2 separate regions of the Zea mays genome follow, and region 2 is linked to region 1. Evidence: chromatin contacts called from public Hi-C data. All regions are on one chromosome and are shown on one strand. Each heading gives the region's core, a stretch centred on a gene start, on an enhancer-like site or on the middle of the called end of the contact. The rest is flanking DNA. Distances are from core to core; before and after follow the strand shown.

What was found. Hi-C and Micro-C count contacts between places; a contact is called where the count stands out from the background.
Region 2: a contact with region 1 is called in a Hi-C map of leaf, with 2.3 times the contacts expected there. The contact joins the promoter of LOC100284595 here to the enhancer-like site in region 1. A contact is called at or near these places in 4 of 25 Hi-C or Micro-C datasets (all in leaf).

The regions. Positions count from the first base shown.
Region 1 is chr6:36,862,673-36,865,372 of Zm-B73-REFERENCE-NAM-5.0, forward strand. No RefSeq gene overlaps it. Among protein-coding and RNA genes, the nearest start is that of LOC109940646, 42 kb to the right of the region's middle. Within about 2 kb of position 1,254, at least 9 of the 20 cell types and tissues checked have an H3K27ac peak or open chromatin away from gene starts, as enhancers often do. A contact at or near this core is called in leaf, where this site is marked.
Region 2 is chr6:37,090,371-37,093,225 of Zm-B73-REFERENCE-NAM-5.0, forward strand. LOC100284595 (protein alx) reads left to right here and starts at 1,408. Exons shown (of 13, transcript NM_001157490.2): 1 at 1,408-1,758; 2 at 2,081-2,193; 3 at 2,280-2,356. The coding sequence starts at 1,518. LOC100383605 (Transcription factor IIIA) reads right to left here and starts at 1,254. Exons shown (of 9, transcript NM_001362095.1): 1 at 1,123-1,254; 2 at 881-1,031; 3 at 627-770; 4 at 216-347.

The DNA.
Region 1 (2,700 bases), core at 4-2,503:
CCGAGTCCGAGCCCTGGGGTCGGGCGATGCGGAGTTCGTCGTCTTCCGGTGCTGAGCCCGAGTCCGAGCCCTGGGTCGGGCGAGGCGGAGTTTCCTATGGCGCCCGAGGCCGGACTTGGCTGCTGTCAGCCTCACTCTGTCGAGTGGCACAGCATTCGGAGCGGCGCAGGTGGCGCTGTCCTCTTGTCAGGCCGGTCAGTGGAGCGGCGAAGTGATTGCGATCACTTCGGCTCTGTCGACTGAAGGGCGCGCGTCAGGATAAGGTGTCAGTCCACCTTTGCATTAAATGCTCCTGCGATACGGTCGATTGGCGTGGCGACTTGGCCAAGGTTGCTTCTTGGCGAAGACTGGGCCTCGGGCGAGCCGAAGGTGCGTCCGTTGCTTGACGGGGTCCTCGGGCGAGACATGAATCCTCCGGGGTCGGCTGCCCTTGCCCGAGGCTAGGCTCGGGCGAGGCGAGATCGTGTCCCTTGAGTGGATCGAGCCTTGACTTAATTGTACCCATCAGGCCTTTGCAGCTTTGTGCTGATAGGGGTTACCAGCTGAGATTAGGAGTGTTGAGGGTACCCCTAATTATGGTCCCCGACAGGATTGAACTTGTTAGTGCGTCCACTCTAACACCATCCATTCCAACATAAATAACTCAATAAGTTCTGTCACAAAATACTTAACCTTCCTACATCCAATATATTTTCTCCTTTTTCAATGCACATCTCGCTTTCTCTCTCTTTCTAATGCGTCTTTATGCACCATTCTCTTTATTTCCACGTTTACGTCTTTCTCTCTGGTGTACGTTTTAGATTGAACTGGTTAGTGTGTCCAATCTAACACTCTCCATTCCAAAATAAATAAATTTATAGAATTCAAATTCTGTCACAAAATACTTAACCTTCCCTTGTAATATGTTTCTCGTTTTTTGGTGCACATCTCTCTCTTTCTAATGTGTCTCTATCTCTCAAGGACATTCTCGTCATTTGACTTTGGTTTTAGTTTCCATGAGAAGTTTTAAAACATTATCTCATATATGTGACGAATAGAATATATAATAGAGAGAGAGAGAGCTGTCAAGAGACATGATGCAGCCAAAAGGTAGGTCACACTATATGTGCATACAAGAGGGTACGTGATGCTTGTTAACCTCGGTTGACACGACGTGATAGCTAGATGAGAGGCCAGCAGCAACCTGCATGCAATTGGATGCAGTAGAGCTAACATGCATTTCAGTTGACAGGGACGCGCCACCAATAGCAGTAGTGCGTGATGAATAGCGATGCGTACGTCGGCATCTCTGTCGTCGTCACTCTCAAACTTGCTTGCTCTACATGTATGCATGCGTCGTCATTGGGTTTCACACGTGTACCACTGCGTGTGGTCGAGTGATAGATGTTATCCTCGTGAAATTTGTTCTGAGTTGATGAAATCCTATCTATACACAATTATTTGAAGGAAAATATTTCTTTTTCTAGTGGTAGGCCCAAATGGACCCTAGCTCCACACGCCAATATATCCTCAGCTCGCTATAGAAAAAACATGTGTTGTATAGGTTTTCATCTAATAACGAATAATAATGTACAGTCTCTTACCTGTACGCTTAGTTCAAAAAAGTAACTTTAGTAGCGCCTATATATACGATGTGCCCATGAGATTTCGGCAAAACCTTATGACATCTCCTTATATTATGCTCAAACTTTTTTTTGATGTGTTTGATCAAAATCTTATTACTAAACTCAGCCTATTCATTCGCTTGTGAATTGAGAAGCTTGATTTTATATAGATGGATAAAATCTCATACAATTTTTGATACAATGATGTCCCTTGATCTATAGTCAATGTTTGAAGGATGCTGAAACTATGTAAGATACGCTCCGTAATAAACTCAGTTACCTCATTTTGTGTTATTTCTTTAATGGAACCGCCTTAGTCTACTGGGTGAAATAATCTATAGCAACCAAAGAAAAGTGATGTCCATTTAATAATAGAGGATGAACCTAGCCAATGAAGTCTATCCCCTGACCACGAGAAGGCCACGACTTGATGAACCTTTGCTATAATGTTCACCTCACCTAAAAGTTTCTAGTATTTTTAGCTATCAAGCACTAAGGATGAAAAAGGTTCCAAGTGGTATTCAAGTAAGTATACAAGCTTTAAGTGTATATCCTATACACCTTAGCATCATTAAATAGCATTGCTTCCTCCAAAATTTTAAATTCAGCATATGTACAATCTTGAGATTCAAACATCTAGCACATATTTAGAGAAAGATAGTAGTACCAAAATTGGGTTTGTAAAACTTGTCTAAATATGGTTAAAATCTTAGACAAGCTACTCAAATCCAAACCAAGTTAGTAACTCATACTTGTATGGAGTACTAACTTAGAAATCTATTTTAATTCCTACGTTTGTGTGGTTGCCATCAACTACCAAAAGGGATAAATTGAAAGGCCCATGTGTGGTTTTGATAATTGAGAGAACTAATGGACTAACCTCTACTCTAGTGTTGCATTTGAGATAGGTTTAAGTATGCATCTAGGTTTGAACAAGATTGACAACCATGGAAAGCTAGTGAAGTCAATAAACTCCACCTTAGATATGTTTGTGAAAAATCTAACTAATATGCACAAGTATAAGGGACATGTTGAAGTTAACATATATGAAAAGGATGGAACAGAAAATGCTATAGGTGTCTCCAATATGAGTCAA
Region 2 (2,855 bases), core at 158-2,657, 230 kb after region 1:
TAATGAGGGCCATCAAACGGTGACAGCTAGATATACTCAAACAGCATTGCAGTGTAAATTCATCAATTATCAAATATGACTAGAACAGCAGACGCCCAACTTGTTGAAAAAAGTGGCATCGCAATCTCAGACTAGACCTTTAGCATATGTCATGTGACAGGAACATAATAACAAAAAAAGCAGCAAGCAGCTCAGAATAGCTCAGAACACACAACCTGAAGAATAGCGTGAATGAAGGAACTCTTGATGGAGCTTCTCAGGAGGGTCTCCCCATCCTGGTACTAGTCCGTTCAAGGCCTTCTCGCATTTTGGAGTTCTTTGAGATCCAATGCTTCACACATCTGTATCTGAACAAACAGACTGCAAAAGTCAGCATAATTAATAATAACATACAATGGACTAAAGAAAGACCATGAGGTATACAGAGTCATCCATCGAACCAATTGTTATTATAACAGGGTTGTAGCAACCACACCAAAAGAGTCAAACCAGCATGTATCTCGCTTTCGGCCTTTTCTCACACAATAAACATTAAGCGGATAGTAACAAACCAGGCGAGCACTAGTAGCCTGAGCATTCACTGAGCAATATACCAAAAAACCCAACATAAGCAGCCAGATCAGTACCTCGAGCGAATGGCTCTGCATATGTTGCTTCAGATGCGCCTGCTTCTTGAAGCTCATCCCGCACTGTTCGCACGCACGGCTGATCTCTTTGCGCGGACCAGCATCTCCACCTTCCCAGTAACCCCCCAAAGCATCCACCTCATCCTACACACACCCCATAAGTGTTACCCCTGTAGAACAATACAAAGGAGAACGCGCGCAAATCTGAAGTCTGAACCAAGCGGCGGCGAGCAAGCGAGCAGCACAGCTGGTACCTTGTGGTGCTCAAGCACGTGGGCGCGGAGCAAGCACTTCTTGGACCGGACCACGTCGCAGAACCCGCACTTGTAGCACCTTATATACCTCAGAGGCGGCGCTGTGGTCGCCCCGCCGCCGCTCTCTGTGCCTTCCCCCATCTGAGTCTGACTAACCCCAAAACCACAGCGAAATAAACGAGAAATTGAGACGGGATTCCCAGAATTAGCACCACACGCAACACCAATCGGAGGAAACTGACCTCGAATCGCGGAGGGAGCCGCGGGATCTGCAGGATCGCCCGCCGCCGCCGTGGAGAGAGGTAGCCGCCGCGCAGGAGAGAAACCCTCGACTCGTGAGTCGCCAAGCGTTAGTGGGAGAACAAGCCAAAAACAACCACTGGGAGATGGGCCTGATGAGCATCAGGCCCACCTGGCAAGGGGAGAGCCTTCCCGGGTTCGGGGTCCTAAACGGGTTACGGGTCCCGCTGCGGGTGGCGCACGTGCGCTCCGTTTGGGTGGGGTGGGCTGCCTACCGCTATACGCCTGTACCGCAGCCGGTGTGGCTGACGCTGAAGTGTGCTCCGCTCCGCCTCCGCCCGCGGCCGTACGCTCCCGAGCTCCACCCGTCGCGCCCCGACCGAGATCGTCCCCGGCGATGGCTTCCGCGGTGGCCGCTTCGACCGCTACGCGGTTCCTGCCGCGGCTTCCGGACCCGTGGTGGACGCGTCGTGCGCGAGCGGCGCTCCCGCCGCCGCCGCTCACGTGGCGGCCTCTCCCGTTCACGGTGTCCGCCGCGTCGTCCCGCCCTGGGGAAGCGGAAGGAGGACGGCGCGGGAGGATGCGGAGGCGGCGCGCCAGGAGGGCGGAACAGGAGGAAGGCGTCTCGCTAAGCTCTGGTGAGTACGACGCTCGGCTCCACCCCACCGCCGTCTAGCTTCTTACCGCCCAATTCCTTCCTTCGGCTCCTGCGAGCCAGCCAGCCTTGGGCGCAATAGCTTGGTTGCAACATCAAGCCATGCGCACAATTGTTTGGTTGCAACATCAAGCCATGGGCGCCATAGTTCGGCTGCAACATCAGAAATGCGCAATAACTCAGTGACGCATTTTGAAATCAAGTTCCTCAGAAGGGGACTCCCATGCTATCTGCTGAATTCATTTTTGATGGTTTCGTGAGATTTCTTGTCCCTCTCTGATACCTCGCGTTGGATATGTATGCAGAAAAGGAGACGGTAAATTCTACTCCACGTGCTCAACCCAAAAAGGGTGCAGAACCCGTAGCGGTGTCCAGCACGAGTGGGAAAGGCTCTGCCATTAGAAGGGTGACACTTGTGGTCAGTTTTTTCTATCTATCTACCATTTTGTTGATTCAGCTTAGAGTTACTTCTACACATGGAGCTAATACATTGGGTTTGTTCAGATTCTTGCTGCCGTGCTTTTTGGAGTTAGCATTGCCTTGAAGGACGGGGCCGAGAAGGCATCGGAGTATTTTGCTGGGTGTGTGCTATGCAGATCCCGTTGTATTTAGCATTGGCACTTTTTTACAAAATAGTTATAAGTTTGGCTGCCTTTTCTATTAGAATAGGATTTCTAGGATTACATATGAATAACAGCACATTTGAGAAGGACACAGCAATGCACATTAGCTTTGTTGTTTCGTGCATGTTAGTTTGGTTGCATTGCTGCTACCAATCAGCTCCGTAAAATAATTGAGCAGCACCTTCCATTGATCTTGAGGCCCTCGGGATCCAACACCATCTTCTGGATCACCTTGTCAACTCATGTTCGGAAGAAGAAGTTTGGGATACCATCAAGCAGATGCCCTCTGACAAAGCGCCGGGGCCCGATGGCTTCACGGGAAGATTTTATAAGGTGTGTTGGCCAATCATTAAGAAGGACATCATGGCGGCTGTTGTAGCAATTTGGAGGAAAGACTTTCGGAATTTTCGGGCTCTTAATTCAGCCTTTGTTATCCTCCTTCCCAAGGTTGAGAACC